Linked DNA regions of Sus scrofa: all the other regions are linked to region 1. The links are chromatin contacts, called in public Hi-C and promoter capture Hi-C maps. All regions are on one chromosome and are shown on one strand. The core of a region is the stretch at or near the end of the contact, and the rest is flanking DNA. Distances in the headings are between cores, read along the strand shown. Region 1 holds the start of TTC1 (tetratricopeptide repeat protein 1). Region 2 holds the start of RNF145 (RING finger protein 145). Region 3 holds the start of UBLCP1 (ubiquitin-like domain-containing CTD phosphatase 1).

Region 1 (4,929 bases), core at 1,764-4,263:
TTGCGGGTTCGATCCCTGGCCTTGCTCAGTGGATTGAGGATCTGGCATTGCCGTGGGCTGTGGTGTAGATTGCAGACTCGGCTCGGATCCCGCGTTGCTGTGGCTCTGGCGTAGGCTGGTGGCTACAGCTCTGATTGGACCCCTAGCCTGGGAACCTCCATATGCTGCAGGAACAGCCCAAGACATGGCAAAAAGACAAAAAAAAAAAAAATTTTTTTTAATTTTTAAAAATTTAAAGTAATAATAATAATAATGATTACAATAACAGCAAATATTTATTGAGCACTTGCTGTGCTAAGTGCTGTTCATATTAAAGGATTTTTTTTGAGTTCCCTGGTGGCCTAGTGGTTAAGGGTTTGGTGTTTTCATTGCTTATTCTTTGGAGCTCAGTAGTGCCTTTATCCCCCCTCTCCCCCCTTCCCCACTCCCCAGGTTTGATCCCAGGCCTGGGAACCTCTGCATGCCATAGGCATGTCCCCTCCCGCCCCCATCCCCACAAGAAAAGTATTTTTTTCCCACCTTGAGTACTTACTTTCTGTGTTTTAGATAAGACATGTTTAATTCTTACAACAGTGGGATAAGGAAATTCCAGACGTCACAAAATCTTTTGACACAACCCATCAGAGCACTGAGTTCCTCTGTGTTTTGGTCATAAATTCCTGAAAGAGGACCATTCCCCCATGTGATAACAGGATGTTCACTGACCCCTCATAACTGTAAACAAGACAGAGGAGATCTTTGTGCTGGGAAAATAACAACAGCACTGCTCTCTAGATGAATTTCCTTTTACAGAGGGGTTTGTAAGCAAAAAGAGACAAAATCTCTGCGGTTCCAGGAATTGATTGGTTGGCTTGCATCTCTAAAAATATTTTTTTGATGTCCTTCAGCCTCTCCTGTTTTTGTCCTCTTAATGAATTATTCCTCTTTCAGCAGCCTAACTCAAATGTCTTATTAGTAAAGATCTACCAAACTGGCCCAACTGGATGTTGGTCTTCTTGATATAGAAAGAAAAGAGTGGATTGCTTATTCTTTGGGGCTCAGCAGTGCCTTTATTCCCCCCTCTCCCCCCTTCCCCCACCCCTGACTTCTTACGGATGGGACTGTTTCATATTAGGTCTCTTGTCTCCAGCTGTTGTCACAAGGCCTGTCACGTATTGTCTTTAACATTCATGAAACATCATGTGCCTAGGCCTGTGGTCCTTGTCTTCTAGATTTTCTCATTTCTCTCTGCCAAAAACTTAAGTGGGAGGATCCAGTGTTATCCAATTTTTGCATATGAGATAAATTTATATATTAAGCTTAGAAGCACTAATTAATTTGCTCCAAAGTAATACAGGTAGTCAAATGATGGAGCCAGAATTAGAATTCCAATAATCAAATAATCCACCTAAAGCTTTTTTCATGACATGTAGTACCTAATAAGCACATAATCAATGAAGGTTAGCTATTAGAATTACCATCCAAAGTTGGACAGCTAGTAAAGTAAAAAAGCTGACACTGGAGTTTCAGTCCTGGCTCAGCGGAAACAAATCTGACTAGTATCCATGAGGATGCAGATTTGATCCCTGGCCTCACTTGGTGAGTTAAGGATCCAGCATTGCTGTGAGCTGTGCTATAGGTCGCAGACTCGGCTCAGGCCCCATATTGCTGTGGCTGTGGCATAAGCCAGCGGCTTCAGCTCTGATTCGACCCTTAGCCTGGGACTCTCCATATACTGTAGGTGCGGCCCTAAAAAATTAAAATTAAAGAGCTGACGCTATAATGCATTTATTTTATTTATTTACTTAGTTTGTTCTAAAATTTACAGCCTTTCTATCACACCAGAATTTATTAACAGGACTTCTTAAAGGTCTTAAAATCTAAACACTTTTTTGAAGTTCCTGCTGTATTTTAAAAATTAAGAAATATTAAAAAGTCTCCAAAATTGACACACACATATATACACAGGTTTTTGTTTTTGTTTGTTTGTTTTGCCTTTTTGTTGTTGTTGCTTTTTAGGGCTGCACCCACAGCATATGGGAAGTTCCCAGACTAAGGGTCGAATCAGAGCTATAGCTGCCAGCCTACACCACAGCCACAGCAACGCGGGATCCCAGCTGAGTCTGCAACAGACACCACAATTCAGGGCAATGCCGGATCCCCACCTACTGAGTGAAGCCAGAGATCTAACCGGCATCTTCATGGCTACTAGTCAGATTGCTTCCGCTGTGCCACAATGGGAACTCCATTGCTTGGGGTCTAATAAACATTCAGTAACGTTTTCTGAATGACTATGTAGGCCAACAGTTTGCTTTTGGTTTCAGGGCCACTTAACATTCTCAAATATTATGAAGGACCATAAAAAGCTTTTGTTTATGTGGGTTACTGTGTAAGAACTGAAAAAATTGTAATATTAATTTATTAATTCACTTAGGATAACAATACACCCATTACATGCTAACACAAATAATCCTTTTATAGATGATAATTATGTTTTCCAAAACTATATATACATATACATATATATATATACATACATATATACACATATACATATATATACATATGTGTATATATATATATATATATATGGTGGTGTTTTACCTTTTTGCAAATCTCTGGCTGAATAGAAGACATCTGAATTTTTATCACTCCTTCTGTATTCAATCCATTGCGCTATCACAGGACACAAAGCCTCTGGAAAATCCACTGAACATTCATGCGGGAAAGAACATGGAAAGGCAGATAACAACTTATTATTATCAACACTGTTGATCTAGCAGTGAAGCCCTTAAAATGCACACTGCGAGAACCATTCGATCGAAAACTTTACTTTTGGACAAGTAAAGCTTCAGGATTCCTCTGTACACAGCACAGGCAGCATGAGAAAGGTCAGAGCCAAGGTGTAAAAGGAACAGCACAGAAACAGCCTTTCTCTTTTTCTTTTTCCCTCCGACGCTGAGTTACACGGAGACTAGCCGTAACTCAAGATGGCAACCGTCTCTTATACTTCAGGTCGTACAATGACGTCACACAGGGACAGATACGCCCTCTCTCCTGGAGGTTTTACTACATTTCCCAGGACGCTTTGCGAACAGCGACGCTATTGGCGCCGACGGAAGAGCCCTTGACTGAGCGGAAGAAGAGGATCTCAAGCTGGGAAGGTGAGGACGCTAGGAGCTGTGAAGCAGTAAGTAGCCGCCTAGGTGTCTTCTCTTCAGGTTTAGGGACACAGCTAGGGTACGAATCCTTGGGGAGCGTGGGGTGGCCCGTCTTTAACCCTGGGGCCTCAACCTCCTGCGTTTTTCCACTCCACCTGGGAGCGCAGAGAAACAAAACGTTGCTGTGGAGGCAAGTCTCCTTATTAAAATCGTGTTGTTTTAAGTTTTCTTGAGACGTGCTGGAGGGAATTCGGGCTATTGTCGCAACACAAGCAAGGGTCGTTGGCGTGAATTTGTTGCGACCGGAGGGGCGGGGCTGGTGACAGTCTGACTCAGCTTCTGCAGCAGTGGTTCTCAATTGGCTGCACGTGAGAATCACCTGAGATGCCTTTTTAAAAATACAGATGCCCTGGCTCCACACCAGACCAGTAAATCAGAATCTGTAGAGTGTAAGATAGTGAGCACTCGTTCTTGTAAAGCGTCCAAAGTGTTAATGTTGTGCAGCCAGGGTTGAGAACCACGCTTTTAGTGGCTGATTCTGACCCCCTTGAGAATCCTGATTAGGGCCACCTGAGCCAGGGCTCCCCTTCCACTCTAACCTGCCTCGGCTCTACCACACACATTTGGGTGAAATTGATAATTACTCTTTTGGTAATTCGTGTGGTGGTGCTGGAAAGACAGGCCATAGTTTCTTATTTACAACCTGCTGTTTATTCTGAATAAAGGTTAGGGACTCTTCATTTTTCTTGCCATTGTTTTCACTTCTGCCTACTTTTTTGCTACTGGGACAAACTGGAAGAAGTGGAAAGTGGAAGAGTCACGTTTAAATAGGTTTTATCTTGTTGCTTATGAGAAGTGCTGGGGAGTTCCCATTGTGGCTCAGCGGCTAACGAACCCAACTAGTATCCATGAGGATGCAGGCTGGATCCCTGGCCTTGCTCAGTGGGTTTAGGATCCTGCGTTGCTGTGAGCAGTGGGGTAGGTCCCAGAGGTGGCTAGGATCTGGCATTACTGTGGCTGTGGTGTAGGCCAGTGGCTACAGCCCCTATTTGACCCCTAGCCTAGGACCTTCTATGTGCTACAGATGTGGCCCTAAAAAGCAAAAAAAAAAAAAAAAAGTTCTGAAAAGTATCGGTTAAAATTACATTTGACATTGTTTATGGACTTATGATATCCTTTATATGTGAATACATAAATGAATGAATTTCAATGAAAAGATGTTAGGGTACAATTTGGGCTTTGATGCAGGAATTTGTTCAGATGTGATGGTTAGCATTTGATAGGTAGATAAATAACCATTACCTAACATGTTTTCTCTTTCCCAGAGTTTGAGCTTCACCTCCTTCACGATTGAGCATGGGAGAGAAGTCAGAAAACTGTATGGTTTCAGAGGATATGTTCAATGGTTTGAAAGTTACAGATACCCACGAAGCAGAATGTGTTAGCCCTCCAGTTGCTAATGCCAAAGATGACCATACCCAGAGCAAGCTGCACAAGGATGTTGAGGCTCGTCCCCAGGAAGACCAGGAAGAAGAGGAGTGCTTTCATGACTCTAGTGCCTCATTTGAGGAGGAGCCAGGACCCAACAAGGTTGAGAACAAATCTGATGATGATGTGAATTCCTCTGAACTAGATGAAGAATACCTAATAGAACTGGAAAAAAACATGCCAGATGAGGAGAAAAAGGTATATATTACATTTATTGTGCATGATTTGCTATGTTGTCTAGCTTCCTTTTGTTTTTGTTTTTTTTTTTTTAATGGCCTCTTCTACCGAATACAGAAGTTCT
Region 2 (4,929 bases), core at 907-3,406, 740 kb before region 1:
AGTTACACTAGGGCAAACTGTCTCAGCAAGTAATGGAAACTAAATGTGACTCAAAGTTAAAGATGCTTTACAAAGTAAAAGAGCTTAAAAAAAAAAAAAATCCATACTTTCTTTTCAATAACGGATAAAAAGGCTCAACAAAAGCTAACCAAAAACAGGATCACACCATTTAATTAAATGACTTTCCCAGGCTTGGAAGCAGCAAATTGCTACTTACGGACACAAGAATGTCCTGTACAAGTATAACACAATTCACCATTCATGTTTCTGGGTTAGCAAACACAGGGGGGGCCTCATTCTACACTTTCCTGAAAACACTACATTTTGGTTTTGAATATAAAGATATCAAACAAATCATCCTGAACAATATGAAAAATTTAAGTTTTTAAAGTCATAGCTCTTCCTCTTCTCATCTGCTGAAGAACTGTCAAATAAGAAACAGAAAAGGAAAATGTTACCTTACCAAAAAATGAAGAGAATTCACATCTCCAATATACAACAAAAATAAGAATGCCATAGAGCCCAATTTAAAATTATTCCAGTACAATATTTAGAAAGTATTTGACACCTTTTTACCTCCCCACAAGAAAAACAAAAACTATCATTTACCATCAATTGCATCCCTCTGTCCAATCCAATCTGGGAAAAGAAAAAAACTACCATCAGCTAAAGCCAATCTTAAGAAAGACAGATTTTCTGATTGTCCATATGTTAGGATGGTAAGCCCTGAAAATGTTACTGGGCAGAGGTAAAGCCTAAAATCATAAGCAAACTCATCCAAAAATTGAGATACCCGGGAGAAGAACACACTTCTTACATAAGCATCGGAACACGTTTTAAATATAGCTGGTGCTCCCCCACTCCCACTCATTGCTAGCTAACTTTGTAAGTACCTGATTTCCACAAAAACTACTAGCAATTCGGTGGTTGCTGGTTATCCCCAAATCAGCAAAGATAGGGAGTCCACTCTGAATACAAGGGCCATGTTTAGACTTAAGCAGCCAGACAGAGGAAATAAAAACTGCTATCTCTGCCATTGGGCGTTCAGCCTGGGTCACCACTGCAGCATAGACAGCTCATCTTTTGGGCAGGATTCAAGATTCACTAGAACTGCACAGTCCGTATTTTTAAAAATTTGGAGGAAAAAAAATGCCTCTCCTCTGCTTTCAAACTAGTTTCCTGTTTACTGCACACTGCAATGCAAAGCCATCCATTAATCTTTGATGCCTTCCCACAGCAAAGCCCCCTTCCTCTCTCCCAGAACCTCCTCCCCCGCCCCCCCCCCCGACGCCTGCTGATCTCAGTTGCGTTTGAACTATAGTAACCCCAACCCAGCTCGCTGCAAAGCAGGCAACGCAGCAGCAGCCGGGCCGCTGCCGCCGCGGGGCTAGGGGATTACGTTCACAAAAACTCTGCCAGGAGAGAGGCCCGTGCCAGGGAGCTCCCCTTCTGTCTGGCCAAGGGTGCTGGCTCCGCCATGCCACGCACCAAAAAGCTTCTGAAGAAAGAGGCGGGCAAAGTTCTTCATCCATGAACAGAAAGGAGACTCATTCATGAAGGGAGCGGCAAGGATCTCAGGGTTCTCGGTTGGGAAAAAGCAAGAGTAGAGGGGGATGCAGAAGGGAAGGAAGGCAAACGAGACACGAAGCGATGGTGAAAAAAAGGAAGGGGTGAGAGAGCTCTTACTGTAAAAAAAAAAAAGAAAGAAAAAGGACTGACAGATGGGATGCACAGTAAATGGGTCCCCATTCGACGAATGAGTTGGCAGGCCTTTCCGCACCCCTAAACAACCTCAAACCCAAGGAAAGGGCGGAAGCTGAGTTTGGGGCTCCGTAAACCAAAAAAGAGTAGGGAAAAAGGAAAGAGGGGGGAAGCTTGGAAGCAAAGTGGACAAAGACGCAAAAGAGGAAAAGTTCGAAGTTGGGACTGGAGGAAAAGAGCTGGAAAGGGGCAAAGAAAGGGGACGCTCAGGAAGGGGTTTAGAAAAGGCCCCGAAATGGGGTACTGGGGAGGCGAAGGAGGAGCGCGCTAAGTGAGGGCACCTTAGGAATGCCGGAGGAGATGAGGGATCGCTCCAGGAAGGTGGAGGAGTGGAGAGGCGGCGGACAAGGCCCGAGAGCTGGGAAGGGGGCTGAGCCCGCCCCGGGAGAGGAGGGCAGAGTCGGAGAGAGCCGAAGCGGGTGGGGGGGGGGGGGCGCAGGAGGACCGCGGGCGGGGCTGGCGGTTGGGAGGGAGGGGGCGCTGCGGGTTAAGAGGGGCTGTGGACGCCGCCGCCGCCGCCGCTGGGAAAAGAGGAGGGGGCAAGGGGGGAAGGGGCAAAGGGGAAGAAGAGGACAGAACGGGCCACGGCATGGGGGAAGGGAGAGGGGAACAGAAGATGTGGGATGCCGACAGGGGCGCGGGGATGGGAAGGGGCGGGCCGGCGCGGACGGCTCAGTCACCTCGGGCTGCGGCCTCCCTCCCTGCGGGGCAGCACCGCGGCGAACGGACGGGCTCCGCAATTCCCCGGCTCTCTCGCCGACCCTCCCGTTCTCCTCGGGCGGCAGCGGCGGGGACCGGGACGGCGCGGCTCACAGCGGCGGCTCCTCCACGCCGGGCCTTAGATGCTGCGTTTTGGGAGGCGGCGGCAGCGGCGGCGGCAGCGACCCGACCCGTGTGGTCACCATCGTCCGCGGCGGCAGGCGCTCGCGGGCCGAGCTCCTCAGCAGCCGGCGGCGGCCATGGCCTCCTTGGTTCACTCCTCCCGCCCCCGGCGCTCTGCGGCGGCCGTGGCCCGGCTGCCGCGCTGTGCGCCTGCGCGCGCCCCTGCCAGGGCGGCGCGCCCCTCCCCCGTCCTGCACGGCTGCGCACGCGTGCTCCCGCGCTCACTCACAATCGCGCTGGAGGGGTGGTTCCCGGGCCGCCTCCGGTACGTAGGCGGGCGACACAAGCCTCCCGAAGCCGCACAGCCGGTCTGGGCCGCTATGGAGACGCGTACCACGCGGACACCAGCACGCGCACTGTGACACGCGCCATTCTGACACACGTGCCCTCTCACACTCCCCAAACACCGGGAGTCACACGCGTTCACACCCACACTTACCTGCAGGGACCACGTGGGAGAATTGGAGGAGCTGATCCTCACCGAAGGCAACCGCAGTAGCAATGATGCCAGAGTTTTATTTAACTCCTATACTGACTGGTCTAGACTGTCAACTCCTTGGCCTCAGGGACCACTTCTGTGATGGCTCGGCCAGCCGTGCGTAGCACAGAATAGGCGCTCCATAAGCTTCTGTTGAATAAGTGAGTGGATATATAAAGAAATGACTGAGAACTGTTCACTGAGTATTTTCAATTTAAAAATTCCAACCCCTGGTTTAAAGAATCTGTACAAAAAATGTTTACTGTAGCATGAAATTAAACGGTATGTGTTTGTCTTATCTTTCAGTCCAAGGTTCAAAACAGGTTATTGTACACACCCCCTTCCCAAGGTAAGGAAATCATTTGTTCTGCCTAAGTCACTACCACTGATCAGCATTTCTACCTTAATTTAAATGTCAGCACACCTTGTTCCCCCATTTAACCACAGTACAAACCCTGAAACACATTGGGTTCAGAATGAATCAAGGATTTTGCCAGTTTTCTGGGCTTTGGCAGGCCTCCTTATCCCCAGATTTTCTACTTCCCAGCCTCACCACCACTCTCCACAAATTCCCTTGTCCCAGCCCCTTCCAAAAAAAAAAAAAAAACCTCTACACTGTTTCTTGCTTTGTCTTTGGTTTGTTTCTGGAAAGTCAGTTGCTGCTACCAGAACCAAACCAGTCTGGCGTTTGAGGTTGGCAATGCCTGCATACACAGAAGATACACACTCAGTAGTGGGTAAAATGTTGCCACTAAGCTGAATCATCCTGAAATTGTAAAGCCTCAACTTCTGCATGTTGGAAGAGAAATTAGGTCCTTCAGTTAGATTTGTGTTGGGGACCCTCCTTGGAAATTCAAGCCTATGGCCCCTGCACTTTGAATGGTAAACCCCAATTCTGAGCAACCTTCCTATCCTGCTAAAATTGTAAATGCAAGCTCTGCATCTAGAAAGTGTAATTCTTGGAGGCATCAGTCAATCAAATTCGGAGTAACTTCCCTTCCACCATTTTGATAGCTCTATAGAATCAAGTTTTTTAAATGTCTGGGAATTGTGTTCATATCTCTATAGCCACCTTTTTTCATCCTGGTGCTTTAGACTACTTTAATCATTAAGCCTGCTACATGCCAAGGAGGCAGTTTTATGAGTCTCTTTATACAGCCTGGTAAATGAGAAATTACAGAGGCCACATGACTAATGACTAAAATAGGAAACTGCCCAAGATAGCAAGACCTTTCCTTTGGTTTCTTCCCTGTTTTAACAATTTTTATATTGACTCAGTCAAGAAAACATAAGGCCAGAAACATTACGATGAAGTCAAACGCGAAACAGATTCTAACTGGATTTATTTATTCTTCTAGGGTGAATTACAGAATCTTAAAAATATTTCTTTAGCACTGTTACTGAATTTATGTGTTTTGTTTAAATGGAGGAGAAGCCTACCTCAGCTTCTGAGAGAGAAGGGGGAAAAATAGGTTCAAAGCCCTATAACCCTCACTATAAGTACTCTGGACTTGTAAAAGCAGGAAAAAAGTCTCATGTCTTTTTAAGTTTTGGATTTTACAGCAGCTGCCTGTAAATGATGGAGTTCAAAACAAGCAAAGTAAATTACTCCGGTAATGAAAGAGTTACTGCTATTACATTGCTGCTAATCCAGTTTTGGGAAAGCTCCACATAGCCAGAAGCAGGTAACCAAATCAAACTAAAGAGAAAAACAGAGGGAAAAAGAGCAGGGGGATGAGTAATAGAGAGGACTGCTCAGATAAAAGAGAACAATCACAGTGCAGAGTAAGTACTTTCTAGAGGCGCAC
Region 3 (4,929 bases), core at 1,134-3,633, 690 kb before region 1:
GTGACGTCAGCAGTTTATCATTTGACTTGGTGAAATTGCTCCACAATTCTTTTAATCCCTTAGATGTGACAACCTATCAAAACATTACCAAGGAATTCCCAGGCACTTTTAGTGGCTGCAGAGGAGTATGAGGCACAAGTATATCAACCTCCACACATTAAGAAGGGAGGCTCTAGGGGAGTTCCCGTCGTGGCTCAGTGGTTAATGAATCCGACTAAGAACTGTGAGGTTTCGGGTTTGATCCCTGGCCTTGCTCAGTGGGTTAAGTATCTGGCATTGCCATGAGCTGTGGTTTAGGTCGAAGCTGAGGCTCGGATCCCACCTTGATGTGGTGTAAACCAGTGGCTACAGCTCAGATTAGAGCCTTAGCCTGGGAACCTCCATATGCCTCAGGTGCAGCCCTAAAAGGACAAAAGACAAAAAAAAAAAAAAAAAAGAAGGTTGGCTCTAGTGAGCAACAAGATGCAGACATCAAATTTTTCTCTTCTTATAGGCAGTTGTGAGTTGCTGTGAGTGCTTTTTAAAGTCCACTTTTTTTTTTTTTTTTTTTTTGCTTTTTAGGCCTGCCTTTGAGCACACAGAGGTTCCCAGGCTAGGGGTTGAATCAAAGCTGTAGCTGCTGGCCTATATCATAGCCACAGCAATGCAGGATCAGAGACATGTCTGCAACTTACACCACAACTCACGCCAATGCCAGATCCTTAACTCACCGAGCGAGGCCAGGGATTGAAGCTTCGCCCTCATCCTCGTGGATCCTAGTCAGATTTGTTTCCAGTGAGCCACAATGGGAACTCCTAAAGTCCACTTTATATTCATTGCTAGTTACCAAGAGTCCAGTTCTTTTCTTCAAATGATAGCTTTCAATCGACTTGAAGTGTTTTCTCAACATTATCTTTGATATAATGAATGTTTAGCTAAAGATAAATGGACTTGGAGGAATTGAGATATGGGCATAACTTAAAATCATCTGTTAAATGGACCATTTGACTACAATACTCCACTACCATTATTTTCTGAGAAATACTACTGTTCAACACTTGGTTAGATGATTTGTAATTATTAAATTATTTACTTTAGTAATACCAGACTTATCAGACCATTTGTACAAAGCTATTCCATGATTAAAAAGAACCTCCTTATGGATCCTGTTGCTTAGAATTAGTAAAGCCTTAAAAATGTTTTAGCTCACTGTAATATTAAGAAAAACAAGCTTCTCAGTTGTCACGGCAGCAGCACGGGTTTCTGTTGTGGCAAGGTTGGATTTGCCGCCTAGGAACTTCTACAAGCGGCAGGCTTGGGCCCGTCCCCTGGGGGTGGGGAGAGGAAACAAGCTTCTTTAACCACCACTGCAAAAATATGAAGTGGTCAAGAAGCTGCTTGGCATTGGAACAAATAAAAAAAGATTGGATTGAAAGATTATAATTCATTCTGGAGTCCAGTTCCTCGCCTTTTGACCATCTCTTTGGCTGGATTGCTAATGTATGACTTTTGTACAAACTCTTTTAACGTGGGGTTTTCCCTTCCCTATTTTTTGGAGGAAAGAGGTAATGCTTTTTGCTGAAAATGTTTCATTTTTAAAAATGAGCACACTCATACTAGTGAAGTAAAAATTACCACAAAAGTAAAGGAAAACGCAAAGTAGTTTACATGTCTTAACTAAAAAACTGCTAAGACATAAAACCTGGCTCTTTGCTTACTTTCCACGGCAGCCAAAGGGAATCATGGATCAGTTACAATCGCTGCCAAGAAAGAAATATACAAGTAATTTAAGGACTGGTGCATACTTGGTGCCAATATTATTTTTACCTTCCTCAAACCCAAGTTTTGTTTGGCGCCACAACAATCTGGTGGGCAATTTTTTTTTCCTAACATAAAGTGATGCACATTGAGAGTTCGCTATAAATACCAGCTAAGGGCTGCTCCAAAAATCCACTGAAGTCTGGAATTCTTTTGTCAAGGTTTGTAATTAACATTCTGAGGGAAGATTGAAGGGGCGGGTGGATACAGTACTACAGTAACCTCGACGGCAGCTCTCAAAATCAGATTTGCTTTCTTGTCTTCCAAGACTTGGGCTTGCCCCTTCCCTTTCTTGAGGAATCTGTTTCCCTTTACATTGGGAAAAATGGGTAGAATTACTGGTGTTGGTGGCCCCGGGGGCCAGGAAGAGTTCTCAAGTTTACAGTCCTCAAACGTCACCTTTCAGACCTCATTCGGAACATAACAAAGCCACAGGAGTCCTAGGCTTGAGTCCCGCGAAGATCTCAAGAATAACCGGGGAAGCCGGCGAAGCGACTCCGTCCCAGCTCCGACTTCGGCGAAACAATACCAGAGACGTCATAGCCCAGCCCTCCAACCTCCGCCCGCCTCAGAGCCCGCGAGTGGGACGCATGCGCAGAACAGGTGAGGGCCGCCACCGCCGTGGGATCGCAGGCATCTGCACAGCGGCCACACTCTCGTAAAGGCCTGGTCCCCTAGTCTCGGCGACGACGTCTCTATGAAGCAGGGGCTATGCAGCATCACTACCCAAAGAGAAACAAGGGAAACAGCACTCCCGTCCCCCGCGCGCTTCCGTTTAAAAGCCTAACTTCCGGTTCGTTAACCGGTTCCGGTCCTCGCCTCTCACTTCCGGTCGTCTGGGGTTCCGCTGCGGTCGGATCCTGCGTCCGCTGTTGCCGGGGATCCTGCGTCCGCTGTTCCAGGTGAGGGGAAGAGGAGTGTAGCGGCGCGCTGGCCGCGGAGACACCGTTGGGCTAGGGGACCGCAGCTTTGCTGTCCCCTTGACGTCTCCTCTGCTTCCGCCCGGCGTGCAGGCTGGAGCTGCTTGTGGGTGCCCCGTCCGCGTCTGCCCTGGTTCGCGGCCCAGGCCTCCAACCTCCGCCGGCTCAGCACTAGGGCTGCCGCCCTCGCATCCGGCCTCCTCGACTGTGTGGAGGACTCAGTGGGTTTTGCGTCCCCAAACCTCATTTCTCCCTCGTTTCTCTTCTGGGGTTTGCCCATCTCTTCTCCTACCTGTGGAACGCATCCTGGCCCTCTTCGGCTGGGGGCATCTCTACTCCCCCGCTCCCTTTTTTGGGCCGCCCGGCGACATATCCGAGCCACCGACATGACCTAAGCCTCAGCTACCGCAACTCGGGATCCCCAACCCACTGGGTCGGACCGGGAATAGAACCTGCGCCCCAGCGCTACCAAGGCGCTAATCCTGTTGTGTCACAGCGGGAACTCCTCTACCTCCTTTTTATGCTGTCCCACCAGTTACTTCCCGAAGCTCTTGCCTCTCCACTCCCTCGCAGTTGCTGCTGCTGTGCTGTCTCGAGTTGGGAGTTGACAGTACTTTAATAGTTACCTTTTAAGTAGGCAAGTTGAAAAGTTAACTCCCTTATCTCAATTCCTAAGGTGTTAACTTTTGCTGCTGTTATTTTCAAGTTAACAACCTTTGCTACTTTTTAGTTGTATGGTCTCTGGCAAGTTGTTTTTCTCCTTTTTCGGTTTTCTGATCTGCGTAACGAAGACACTAGTTGTCAGTTTAGATTGTGAAGATTAAATGAGATGATTCAATTAATTTGTTGAGCATGTTACTTTTCTATCATCACCGCCATTCATATTGCTTTTTACAGTCTACATAGTGCTGTCACGGCTGTTACCTCATGCCCTAACAGTATTCTTGTCAAGTAAAAATTCCTGCCTTGACTAGAGAAAGTTACCACTGTATGTTTGTTAGGAGAATTTACCCAAACAGCCATTCTTAACTGTTGAGAGGTACACCGTAAAGGAGTGCTTCTTGCTTACTCCTTTGCATTTGATTGCCACCCCCACCCCCAAGTCATTTTTCAGTTAATAAATCTAAGAGGGTCCAAGGTGATACAAAGCATTAGAATTGTGTAAGAAAGAAGGCTAAATGTGAAAACATAAAATGACTCGTGCGTTTGCAGTGTGTTGCTTCATTGTTGTGAATGATCTGAATATTGAAGGAATGAAGTTCAGAAACTTTGAAAAACAGTTTTAAGGACTTTATGTATTAAAAGTTTTTCCGGTGTTTGTTTTGTTGTGCTTGGTTCTTTAGGACAGTTGCCAATTGGGAATTCTTGCTTGGGGCATAGGTGATGCACAACATTTGTATACTGCTTTACTAAGCATATAGAGCCCAAGCCATCTGCATTTTCTTTTTTAAGGCTGAGAAAATTGAAGAATCTGGAGCACTGGCTCTCAGACTTTAGGGTTCCTCAGAGGTGGGGGGAGGTGAGGACTGGGATTTGCTAAAACACAGATTGCTAGGTCTCATCTTTCCAGACCAGTTATATTTTTCACAAGTTACCAAGTTGGGTCCTATTATTGGTTGGTCTGGAGACCACGCTTTGAGAACACTGTCTAGAGGTGCAAAGACTTATACACACTCACCTGGAGTTCAAGTGATCTCACTTCAAATATTCTGCTCTCCCCAAAAGGACATACTGTATTAGTGCTGGTTGCATTCCTGATTCTTCTAAACTTTAATTTTACTTCCATTTCTTACAGAAAAATAATATTTAAATGGTATTTCAGTTTGACTCAAAAGGTCCATTTGACTTTTTATTGAGGATCACAACATTTGTTAGAGCAAGTTCTCTCCAAAAGGAATACATTAACTTCAAGTAATACACCTTTAAATTTTTAGTAGAGCAGGTTATAAACATAAGAATAAATGAATTTGTGGTGCTCTTTTCTAACAGGCATTGTTAAAGACATCTTGTTTCCGAATTATGTTTGTATGTTAAAATTCAGAATTTGCCACCTTTCTTGCAGTTGGTCATAATACTTGAGTGTTTTATTAAATATGTGACAGCATTTGGAAATACAGTACTTTGGGACTAGAAGATCTAGTTCTCTGACCTGTTAGGGGAACAGATTTATTAAAGCTGGTAGAAAGCTTTTGGGGGGACATTCTTGATAAGT

What was found. Promoter capture Hi-C pulls out the DNA fragments that hold promoters and counts their contacts. Hi-C and Micro-C count contacts between places; a contact is called where the count stands out from the background.
Region 2: a contact with region 1 is called in a promoter capture Hi-C map of liver, with 2.9 times the contacts expected there. The contact joins the promoter of RNF145 here to the promoter of TTC1 in region 1. A contact is called at or near these places in 1 of 5 promoter capture datasets (liver), 1 of 47 Hi-C or Micro-C datasets (skeletal muscle) and 1 of 2 datasets of contacts at active chromatin or transcription factors (alveolar macrophages).
Region 3: a contact with region 1 is called in a Hi-C map of liver, with 10 times the contacts expected there. The contact joins the promoter of UBLCP1 here to the promoter of TTC1 in region 1. A contact is called at or near these places in 1 of 5 promoter capture datasets (liver), 3 of 47 Hi-C or Micro-C datasets (heart right ventricle and liver) and 2 of 2 datasets of contacts at active chromatin or transcription factors (alveolar macrophages and skeletal muscle).

What each region holds. Positions count from the first base shown.
Region 1 is chr16:63,513,601-63,518,529 of Sscrofa11.1, reverse strand. TTC1 (tetratricopeptide repeat protein 1) reads left to right here and starts at 3,013. Exons shown (of 8, transcript XM_005672575.3): 1 at 3,013-3,143; 2 at 4,466-4,826. The coding sequence starts at 4,497.
Region 2 is chr16:64,248,999-64,253,927 of Sscrofa11.1, reverse strand. It overlaps RNF145 (RING finger protein 145), which reads right to left and starts at 2,156. Exons shown (of 11, transcript XM_021077056.1): 1 at 2,043-2,156. LOC102162058 reads right to left here and starts at 3,015. Exons shown (of 4, transcript XM_021076824.1): 1 at 2,978-3,015; 2 at 2,442-2,842; 3 at 610-639; 4 at 1-424. The coding sequence starts at 3,015. The coding sequence ends at 378.
Region 3 is chr16:64,203,138-64,208,066 of Sscrofa11.1, reverse strand. UBLCP1 (ubiquitin-like domain-containing CTD phosphatase 1) reads left to right here and starts at 2,383. Exons shown (of 11, transcript XM_003134100.4): 1 at 2,383-2,699.